Linked DNA regions of Capsicum annuum: region 2 is linked to region 1. Evidence: chromatin contacts called from public Hi-C data. All regions are on one chromosome and are shown on one strand. The core of a region is the stretch at or near the end of the contact, and the rest is flanking DNA. Distances in the headings are between cores, read along the strand shown.

Region 1 (5,279 bases), core at 1,032-3,531:
TTATTACAAAGCAGTCCCCTTTTTATTGTAAAGTATGTTATTTCTTTTCCCTCGCTTATCTTAATTACATGTTTTTATTTATTTTATCACTTAGCTATCAACAATTAGAAATAACAAAATGACATGTGTTTGCTTATTAATTACTTTATCACGTAGCTAAACACTAAATTAACAATAAAACAAGAGACCTTTATTTGATCACATAGAATCCCCATGTAAAGTATGAATTCGGCTGGGAACCACCTTTGTAGACCTCGAAAGGTGCCTAATACCTTCCTTTCAAGGTACTTTGAACCCTTACCCGAACTCTGGTGAACTAAGACAAAATGACAAAATAGGTTGTAGTAGCCTAGACCGGTGCCCTAATGCACCTTAATACGTTAGGTGGCGACTCTTCACACTCTTTCTCAAAACAATCCCAAAAAGAGTTTGTCACGTCGAATACCGCTTTCCTCGAGGAAAACGGGGCGCGACAGTTAGTTCCCTGAACCAGTTCTGAGATTTTCTTTTGCAAATGATATAGCTTAGCACCTTTAGATCTACCGAACCTGTGCTCTAAGCTATCCCACAATTCTTTGGCCGTCTTGAAATAGATCACGCTATCTCCAATCTCCCTTGACAAAGAATTAAATTCAAGTTTCTTTTTCGCAGATAAAGCTATCAATACTCTTCTTCTCCACCCTGAAAAACCTCTTCCATCAAAGATGGAGTTGACAATGGTCATACCAGGTGAATCTGAAGGGGCAAAATAGTAAGAATGATTTATGTTGATCCCATGTGCAGTAGGAATTGCAACTGTAGTAGGAGATGCAGTGGTAGCGTTAACCACACCTGGAGTACCGTGTTGATCCATTTAAATCAAGTGATGCTTGAAGGGAGGAAGAGAGATTGGATCAAGCTACCGCTCTGATATCATGAAAGAATTGAAGCAAAATATTGAATTTTTTTTTTTTTGATGATCTTATTCTATGTGAACTAATGTATATATATATATATATCTCGTGACAAAAAAAAAAAATCTAAACGCTTGTATCTTGCTCAATAGTAATCAGAGGACATAAGTATTCTAAAATCATTATATTGCAGTAATTATCACAACAAAGTTCACTTTGACCAGATATATACTAAATCCATTGTTGTTTCAATTAATATGGTTATTAGCATATCATACAAAGATTACTGATAGATAAGTGGTTGCTCCAGTTGCATGCATATGTGTATAAGTAGTTCACCAATTCTGTATTTTGTAGAATGATTTTTAATCATATACACTCATATATATATCAATTCTTTTGTACTTGCTGTAGCATATGATATATGTCTTATTTTAGATAGTATAATCCACACTTCTAAAAAATTACATGTAAATATTTTTTGGATGACCTTATAGTGAGTGTATAATAACTTTATATTGATAATATATAAAACTTATATTCTAAAAAATCAATAGTAGAGTCCCCCCTCGACGATGGGGTGTCGATCGACAACCCTTCACTAGAGAGAAGTGCAATAGGTATATATATATGTATATATATATACATACACACACACACACACACACACATATATATATATATATATATATATATATATGGTAATGTACGATATTGTGTTGTATTGCATGGTATTTTATTGTTTTAATGAATACAGAGTTTGGATAGATTGTATTATTTTCTGCAGTTACATAATCTCACATAGGGCAGAATCGTCTTGACTTTTTTCTGCATTCTACTAAACGATCCCTTTGTTTGGATGGATGTTTCTTATGGTTTCATAATGTATGGTAATGTACGATATTGTGTTGTATTGCATGGTATTTTATTGTTTTAATGAATACAGTGTTTGGATAGATTGTATCATTTTCTGCAGTTACATAATCTCACAAATCAATAATTTGAAAGAAAAAACTACTAAAAAAAGGTAGGATACGGGATAAGATTAATATAAAAAGGTAGGATAAATGATAAAATAAGCTATTAAATAATAAGTAAAGGTCAATAAAAAAAAATTAAGGTAATGATGTAAATCTACCAAGTCGGTGATTATATAAAATGAGTTTTTTCATGGTTACCTAATCATGAAATCAAATTATACCATACCATATGTTTTAACAAATAATTATTTTAAAAAGCAATCAAAACAAACATGGTAATTTAGAACGATACCATATTATATCATGGATAACCACTATCCAAACAAAGTGCGCAACCATATATATACTTACCACGCATTCTACACACACACTTATTGGGCCGCCTAAAAGCTTCTAAACACGGGCTTGCTTTCTTGGACTATTGAATTGTATAGCCCATTATGAGCCAACCTTTAGCCCAGTCCATAACTCTTGCTCTGACTAGCTTCCCCGTCGTACTTCCTCTCGTCTTTGCCGTTTCAACGCCATTGCTTTGACGACAAAATTATCAACACATATTCTCACCGACGTCGTCGTCCTCCGCCGACCGTCCGCCGACCGTCTTCCGTCCACCGTCCGACGACCGTCTTCCGTCCACCGTCCGACGACCGTTTGCCTTCTATCGCCACATAGGGCAGTTTCCGATGGAAGTACACAGGTGATTCTGTCAACTGTCGGTGTCAATGGACTCCTCAAAACCAAATGCTCAGTCCATGCGAGTACTAATTCGACCTCCAATTCCAACTTCTCACTCTCATACTCCCCCTATACCTCCTCCTCCCCACCCACCTACATCAACCTCATCGGATACACTCCCGTTAACCCCTCAAAACGGCATCGTTGTGGTTGGTTTCATCGGAAAACGTCACGATGACGTGGCTTACCTGATGGACCGGATTATTGATGATAATGTGTTTTGCTCCGGCTGTTTAGATAGGCAAATTTTTGTTGATAACCCGGAGTTTGATGTAACCGATGAGATGAAGAGTTGGTTCGAGTATAGGAATATAAGCTACTATCATGATGATGAAAAAGGGATTTTGTTTTTGCAATTCTCTTCAATTCGATGCCCTTTGATGGAAGAAGGCAATTTGGAGTCTAAGATGGGATTTGATTCACTTTTGGAAGACTACGAATATGGCGATCTCCAAGCTATGCTCTTTATGTTCTCTGTGAGTTTTTTTTTTCTTCTTCACTCTATGTTGAAATGTTGGGCAGTTTTTTCAATCAAAAGAGGAAATTTGTGTGGCCAAAATGGCTTCTTTATTCCTCGTTATCTTAGATTTTGTTTATTGGTTGTACATTAAAGACTATGAAGCTTTTGAAATATTTTACACATAATTTTATTTGCTCTATATAGACTTGATCAATAAAGCTAGTGGAGAATTTGAGTTGCAGCTGTCTATAGTGTTAACCCGAATGAGTTGTCTGACTCTCACTTAGTAATTTGAGTTGCAGCTGTCTATAGTGTTAACGCGAAAGGTTGCTTCTTCTAAATTGTAATTGGGCAAGGTTTTGGATTTGCAGTTGAATAGAAGAAATGTGTGTAGAAGAATTTTGCATCATTTCCATGAATCTTTTTTTTTTCATGCATCAAAATGAGCATGTAAATATTGTTGGTTAGTATTCAATTTGTGTTGCCATCTTCTTTACTAAAGGGTGATCATTGGGTCTGTGAGGACACTGAAACTTGGAGTCCAGTTCTTTCTTCTTACCCTGTGAGTAAAGGTCTTCTCCACATTTGTTATTATTGGTGCTAATCATATTCTTATTTGACAAGGAAGGGATACCTATCGGTAGAGGCCCTCATCTCCAACCACAAGGCTGTGAGTTTAGCCAGGGAGCAAATTAGGAGGGCCACCATTGGGCTCCTCGGTAGGGGTTTGGGAGGTGGAGTTCACCATATGGAATTTCTTTTGTAGGCTTTCTATTTAATATTTCATACTTCCCCTAGTTAATCGTAGAGTGCTACTCAACCATGCTTAGCTATGCAGGTTTGTCATGTTGTAGTTTTTATCCAAGAAGGGTCACGCTTTGACACACAGACACTGAAGAAACTTCGCGTCTTGCAAGCAGCTAAACAAGCAATGACTCCATTTGTTAAGTCACAATCTCAGTCACAATCTCTGTCACCCTCTGAGTCTGCTTCATCTTTTGCATCTCCATCACGTAGAGCTGCGTCAGGAAGATCATCTAACAATCCTTCGCCTGTCAAAAGCCGTGGCATTTTCAACCGAAATAATTCAGCAATTACTCTGATGTCAGGTTTAGGTTCATATGCCTCTTTATTACCCGGACAGTGTACTCCAGTTACACTCTTTGTTTTTCTTGACGATTTTGCTGATGATTATCCTAGTTCTAGTGTTGAGGAACCTGCTGATATTTCCTTGGCAAATCAATCATCAATTGTTGGTACCTCGGCTCGGCCAAGCTTGGCTCCAAAAGGTTCTGGTTCTGTGGTTGTGCTTGCACGTCCTATGAGTAAGTCTGAAGGTGGGTTCAGGAAGAAGTTGCAGTCTTCTCTGGAGGCACAGATTCGATTCTCCATTAAGAAATGCCGGACGCTCTCAGGTTCTGAAACTGGTCATACAGGTTCAAGAAGTGGGGGCGTGTCAAATTCTGCAATGCTGTTTTCCCTTGATGCATCAAAGGCTGTTGCACTTTTAGATAGAACCTCTAATAAGAGAGGTGAATCCCTTGAATTTGCCACTGGCCTTGTGGAAGATGTTCTGAGTGGAAAAGCTACCTCAGATTCTCTTCTTTTTGAAAGTCATAGCCAGAGTGCAAATAGAGAAGACTTACTTTCTATCAAGGAGTTCATCTGCAGGCAGACAGATATATTAAGAGGACGAGGGGGTGTGGTTTCAAATACCAACAGTGGTCCAGCTTCTGGTGTTGGGATGGTTGCTGTTGCTGCAGCAGCAGCCGCTGCTTCTGCTGCTTCTGGAAAGACATTTACTTCTCCTGAACTTCCACATTTGGAGAAATGGTTATCTTCTAGTCAGCTTATTCTGCAATCGATCCTGTCCGCGAAACATGCCATTGCAGATGAGACTGAAATTAGTAAGAGGAATCTCCGACAAAGAAATTCTGTTTCACCACCTCTTGAAGGAAATGCTTCAAAAGTTTCAGATCCACTTGAGATTGCAATGTCTTATTTGGCGAGTGGTAGAGGGATAAATACTAGGTTTTCTACTTTATGGTGCCAAAAGGCCCTTCCAGTAGCTAAGGATACATATTTAAATGAGTTGCCTCCATGCTACCCAACTTCTCAGCATAAGGCCCATTTGGAGAGGGCTCTTCATACTTTCAATTCAATGGTCAAGGGACCTGCTGTGCAGTTATACTTGCAGAAACTGGATGAGGA
Region 2 (5,279 bases), core at 1,517-4,016, 52 kb before region 1:
AGATCGCCTGGGAGAAGAGAGAGTAAGAGAGCTAGGTCTTTTTATCTCCTTTTTGACAAGAAGACAGTGAATATGAAATTTTACTTTAATTCAAAAGTTTGAATTAGAGGGAAAGAATGGATTGAAACTGTAGCTGAAATTATGACGTACAATGAGAAAGAAAAAGGGGTCTTGTTTTGGTAAAATAAAGCGTATGAATATGAGATCTTAAACTTGTATCTCAACTTTTAGTAAAAGTAGTAAATGTTGGGATATATGTAATATTTTAAAAGTGAAGGAATTTTTAGTAGTTTTGAAACATAAGTTGTTCTTTTAGATAATTTTTCCTTTATTTTAAGCTTCTTACTTCTAATATCCCCATTCATTTCCTTTTTAAGTTTCTCAATTCTTTTTATTTACGTAATACTCTATGTTAACGAGTATAATTTGTCTAATAAACTTATTTTTTTGCTGTTTTCCTTTAAATGATCACTATGCAAAGATGAAAGATTAATCGTAATCTGGAAAAGGAACTATCCTTAAAAAAATCAACTTGATTTGTAAGGCCACCTAGTCCTTCGTTGATATGATTGCCAATTGGGTTGCCAAACTTTTTGTTTTTCTATTTTTTCCCACCCCACCAATAAGAGGGTCAAAATTTGTTTTCACTTACTCTTTGGCATGACTCAAATTCTCAAGCCTCCCGGTTGATGTTGAAGGTGCTCAATTACTTGATCGAAGTCTCATTAGTCCGAAACTTTATAGTTAAATCCTGTTTAATTCATTTTTTTCTTTTAGGATTCGTTAAAAAACGTCATTTTACCATCTTATTCCCTTATTCATTAATTGCTGTGATTTGTTGCTCATGAGCCGAAGATCCTTTAAAAACAACCTCTCTATCTTCACGAAGTAGGGGTAAAGCCTTGGTCGAACTATAGTTACTATGTTTGTTGTGGTTGTTGGTTGGGTTAAAAAAGCAGTTAAATATCAAATATAATTAGCACTAACTAATCCTTGATACATATATATGATGATTTGACTTGGACCATTTGCACTTGTCTTACAAACGTGTGTTAGTTCATTCATATCAATATACGGTTGAAACCATAAGTGAGATTAGTTCAAAGTATAGTAGGTATGCTTGTTTTTATTTGAATGTGGGCATTATATTATCAACAACCATAGAACATGAAACGGTGGTTATATGAAACAAAAATTAAAAGTCGACAAGTAGTTACTATACTTAACGGTTCACCAATCAATTATTTCCAATTAAGTAGTAGTACTTAATTACACGTCTTAGACCATTAACAAATTGTCTGCACTACTCTGCAGTTCTTGAAGTTGAATTCCCAGTTGATCAGTCAACTAGCTTTTTTAAATTATTGAGGAGTTTAGGTGATAAAAATTCAGTAACTGAAAAATAAAATTATGAAATTGTCTTTAAGGCATGGACACTGATGTCATAGTTTCATATTAGCAAAGTCGAGTATCAGTCAAAATTACTGCGCCATTACAAGGTAAAAGCCAGAGGTATATCTACATGTAATTTGCGTGTTAGCGGTGAAAGAAATTTTTTATCAAGAACTTAACTTACGTAACAAATAAAAGTTAATTATTCTAATATATAAAATGTGTGTTTTTTGTTTCCAAAGAGATTCAAACGAACCCCCTTCCATCCCTCTAGCCTCGCCTCTAGCTTAGATCATTTGTATGTGTTAAAAGATTCACTAAATACCTATTAATTTTTTTTTTTAGAAAAATAGTGAGAGAGTTCAGTTGAATCGTTATAAAGGAGCTATTGCACAAATGAACATGAAGTTTATTTAGGCGTTAGAAGATGAAGTCTATTTTAATAGGAGGATGTGGTAATGTATTGCTGGTATAATGGCAGGCAAATGGCATACTTTCACACTCGATACATCATAATTATAACCTGCATTTCCTGCCCTCACTATTTTTATTGGTGCATACTGCTGCTTCAATTTTAATTTGTGTATTCGATAATGACTTGATATATTATTTAAAAAGTATTTTTTTTTTTTTTAAAAATGATTTGAAATTAAGATATGTGAAATGTGACAAAATATTTATTAAGTTTATAAACTTAAATATATCGAATGAAAAATTAGGCCTCTCGTTTAGTCATGAAAGTAACAATTTTTTAAAGTTGGAGTTGGAGCTGGAGCTGGTGTTGTGTTTGACCATGGATATAAATTGAAGTTGTGTTTTAAAATTTTGTGAGAGAAATAGAAGTGAAAATTCACTTTTTCAAAAATAATTATTATGATCAAACACTACTATTTTAATTTTTTTCACTAAAATAAAATAATTTTTTAGAAAAAAGTAAAAAATTCTTACTATCAAATGTTTACTTAGAATTAAGGAATTGCCAAAAAGGAAAAAAGACATATTTTTCGAAACACACGAATAAGAAAAATAAGATAAATAAATTGAGAAAAAATTATCATTTAAGTATGGATTTTAACTATGTAACTTTTAAATTTCAGAATGATGAATTCAAATGATAATAATTAAATTTTAAATATATATAGTAACAATTGAATCTGTACTTCGTGCCCTAAACATAAGTCAAGTGGCAAAATGTGTCTCCATTTCATTCTCCCTTTGGCACCCTCAAGTTTAGTTAGGTTCTTGAACTACCATCTTTTACTAGTATAGAAAACAACGTAAGCCAATAGAAAAAAGAGAGAAGAAAAAATGGAAATTACTTTTAACTCTTGGACATAATTTTTCAATGGATTTTTAGAAGAAATAGAGAACAGATCTGTTGAGTTGAGAAGCATGCCATCTGGAAGGATAATATATTCTGGTGAGCTGCCCACACGATGCTTCCAATAAAGTATGAACTCAATTTAACCACAAATTCTACAGCCACTGTCACTTGCCTATGCTTTGATCATCACCATTATTATAAGCTAAAGACATTATTTGCACTCACTGTGTATCACAATTCACATCGAGTCATCAACAACAACAAACATACCTGCTATATTCTCACAAACCGGAATTTAAAAAGAATAAAGAGTATGCAGTTTATACTATTACCTCAAATAAAATATATAGAGAGGTTGTTTCCGATAGATTCTCGGCTCAGGACAAATAACAAACAAACTAAAAAAAATAGAAAACATAAAAACACACAACAAAAATGAGATAACACCCTACTAGTAGATAATAATGAAAACAAGGCACCCACAAGGTAGTACTATAAATTATCTATTCAAAATTGAAGACATCACCAAAACACCACGAACAAGCAACTACAAATGTAGATACAAACAAAAGTACTCTTACTTACTGTTACTGACAAACTCTTACCCATTAAACCTCTACCCCTATTCGCGTCCTCCACACTTTCCTATCAAGGTCATGTCATCCGTAAGATGTAACTGTTCCATATCATGTCTAATGATCATCTCCCTTCAATATTTCTTCGGTCTACCTCTGCCCTGCCTGAAATCATCCATAGTCAGTCTCTCACACCCTTGGACTGGAGCATCTGTGCCTCTCCTCATCACATGCATGAACCATTGCAACTTCACTTTTCTCATCTTGCCTCTATCGAACCGAATGTCACCTTCTTTCCGAATAATCTCATTTCTAACCTTATCACTCCTGATAAGTCCACACATCCATCGCAACATCCTCATCTCCACCACCATTAACTTTTGAATGTAAGAATTCTTAACTGACCAACACTTCGTTCCATACAACATGTTTGCCACAATTCACATCAACAAATATAAAAATTATCACTTAACAATGGTTAATTACTTTTCCCTCATGACAAGCATCTTTCGCCTCCCACACGGGTTCGAATTATCAAGAAAATTAAAAGGTGCGAACTTTTAGCAAAAGGTCAAAAATAATTACTATTCCCTCGCTTGTAAATTTTGTGGCACTTTTTAATTTTGGAAAATAATTTTTAAAGATACTTATTTTAAATTAAAATTTAATATTCAAAATCATAAAAATAAACTTAAATTGTTGATTATTCTCATGTCAAATATGATGAAATCACATTGTAAATGTGGATCTAAATATTATTTGAATCACAAACAAAATAAAATCACATAAATTTAACCAGAAAATGTACTACATATTTTTAATTATTTTGTCATTCAATCATTATAAATTGGTATAACTCAATACGTATAATAGTGGTACATATGTATTTCTTTTAATAGCAACGTGCATCATCCTACGCCGTCACTAGCTAGTGAAACCTTCAACTGTGGACAGGTATAATTAACACGTTGACAACTCGACGGAATTTCCAAACTGTGAATTATGCGTAACAGATAATTTGATCATTGACTTTGCTATATTACTTCTTTGCTATTCCACGTATAATAATTTGAAATACTAATCCAATTCAATTTTTTTTTTTCTAAATTAAAATTAGTAATGCTTTTCAATGATGAATTCTCCTTACTTCTAAAAGACAAAGGGGCCAATTTGATTGACTCCTCCCTTTTTATGGTTATTTCATACTGTTAGATAACATATATTTATTTTATGTATTTAAAAATCACATAAAAAGTAATAAAAATCATAATATTAATAACTTAAAATATTTAAAAGACACAAAAATTTGATTTATTCTCAAAGTTTTATTAGTTTCACATAAATTGAAACAAAAGAAGTGTAATATATTATTTGAAAAAATAATATAAAAAGTACTATAAATACAATAATTAACAATTTAAAATAGTTAAAGATATATAAAAATTTAGTTGACTGAAATTGTATCAATGTCATAAATTGAGACAGAGTAACTTATATTTATTTGAAAATTATATAAAAAATATTATAAATTAAAAGAACATGTAAAAATTTTACTGACTTTCTAAATATAATTCGTGTCACATAAATTGAGACACAAAAAGTAATTTATATTGGACACAGGGTCCTTTATATCTCCTTTTACTTATATTTACCGATGATGTAGAGGATTTTCACAAAATTAACATAATCTATCTAGCTCCAACGTTCACATTTTTATACGTACAATTAGTATAGGTTTAGCTAACTTAACTTCTTTCAAATTACCATTGATTCTAAATAGTTGGATATAATTTGACTTCTATACAACTCTTTTGAAATGTCACTATAGAAAACGTAACTTAAAAAAAAACATCCATTTTATAATAGTTGAAATTAATACAAGATAATTTATGAGTTATACTGAACAAGTACACCAACCAGAGGTTACGTTGGAATAATAAGAACCCCCATTTTTAATGAGAGATTGAGATCGAGATCAAATTTTTCAG

The links. Hi-C and Micro-C count contacts between places; a contact is called where the count stands out from the background.
Region 2: a contact with region 1 is called in a Hi-C map of bud, with 2.8 times the contacts expected there. The contact joins the enhancer-like site here to the promoter of LOC107875614 in region 1. A contact is called at or near these places in 2 of 5 Hi-C or Micro-C datasets (bud and placenta).

Annotation. Positions count from the first base shown.
Region 1 is chr6:220,176,262-220,181,540 of UCD10Xv1.1, reverse strand. It overlaps LOC107875614, which reads left to right and starts at 2,281. Exons shown (of 8, transcript XM_016722396.2): 1 at 2,281-3,084; 2 at 3,907-5,279. The coding sequence starts at 2,596.
Region 2 is chr6:220,229,003-220,234,281 of UCD10Xv1.1, reverse strand. No RefSeq gene overlaps it. Among protein-coding and RNA genes, the nearest start is that of LOC107874647, 5.8 kb to the right of the region's middle. Within about 2 kb of position 2,766, at least 1 of the 5 cell types and tissues checked has an H3K27ac peak or open chromatin away from gene starts, as enhancers often do. A contact at or near this core is called in bud, where this site is marked.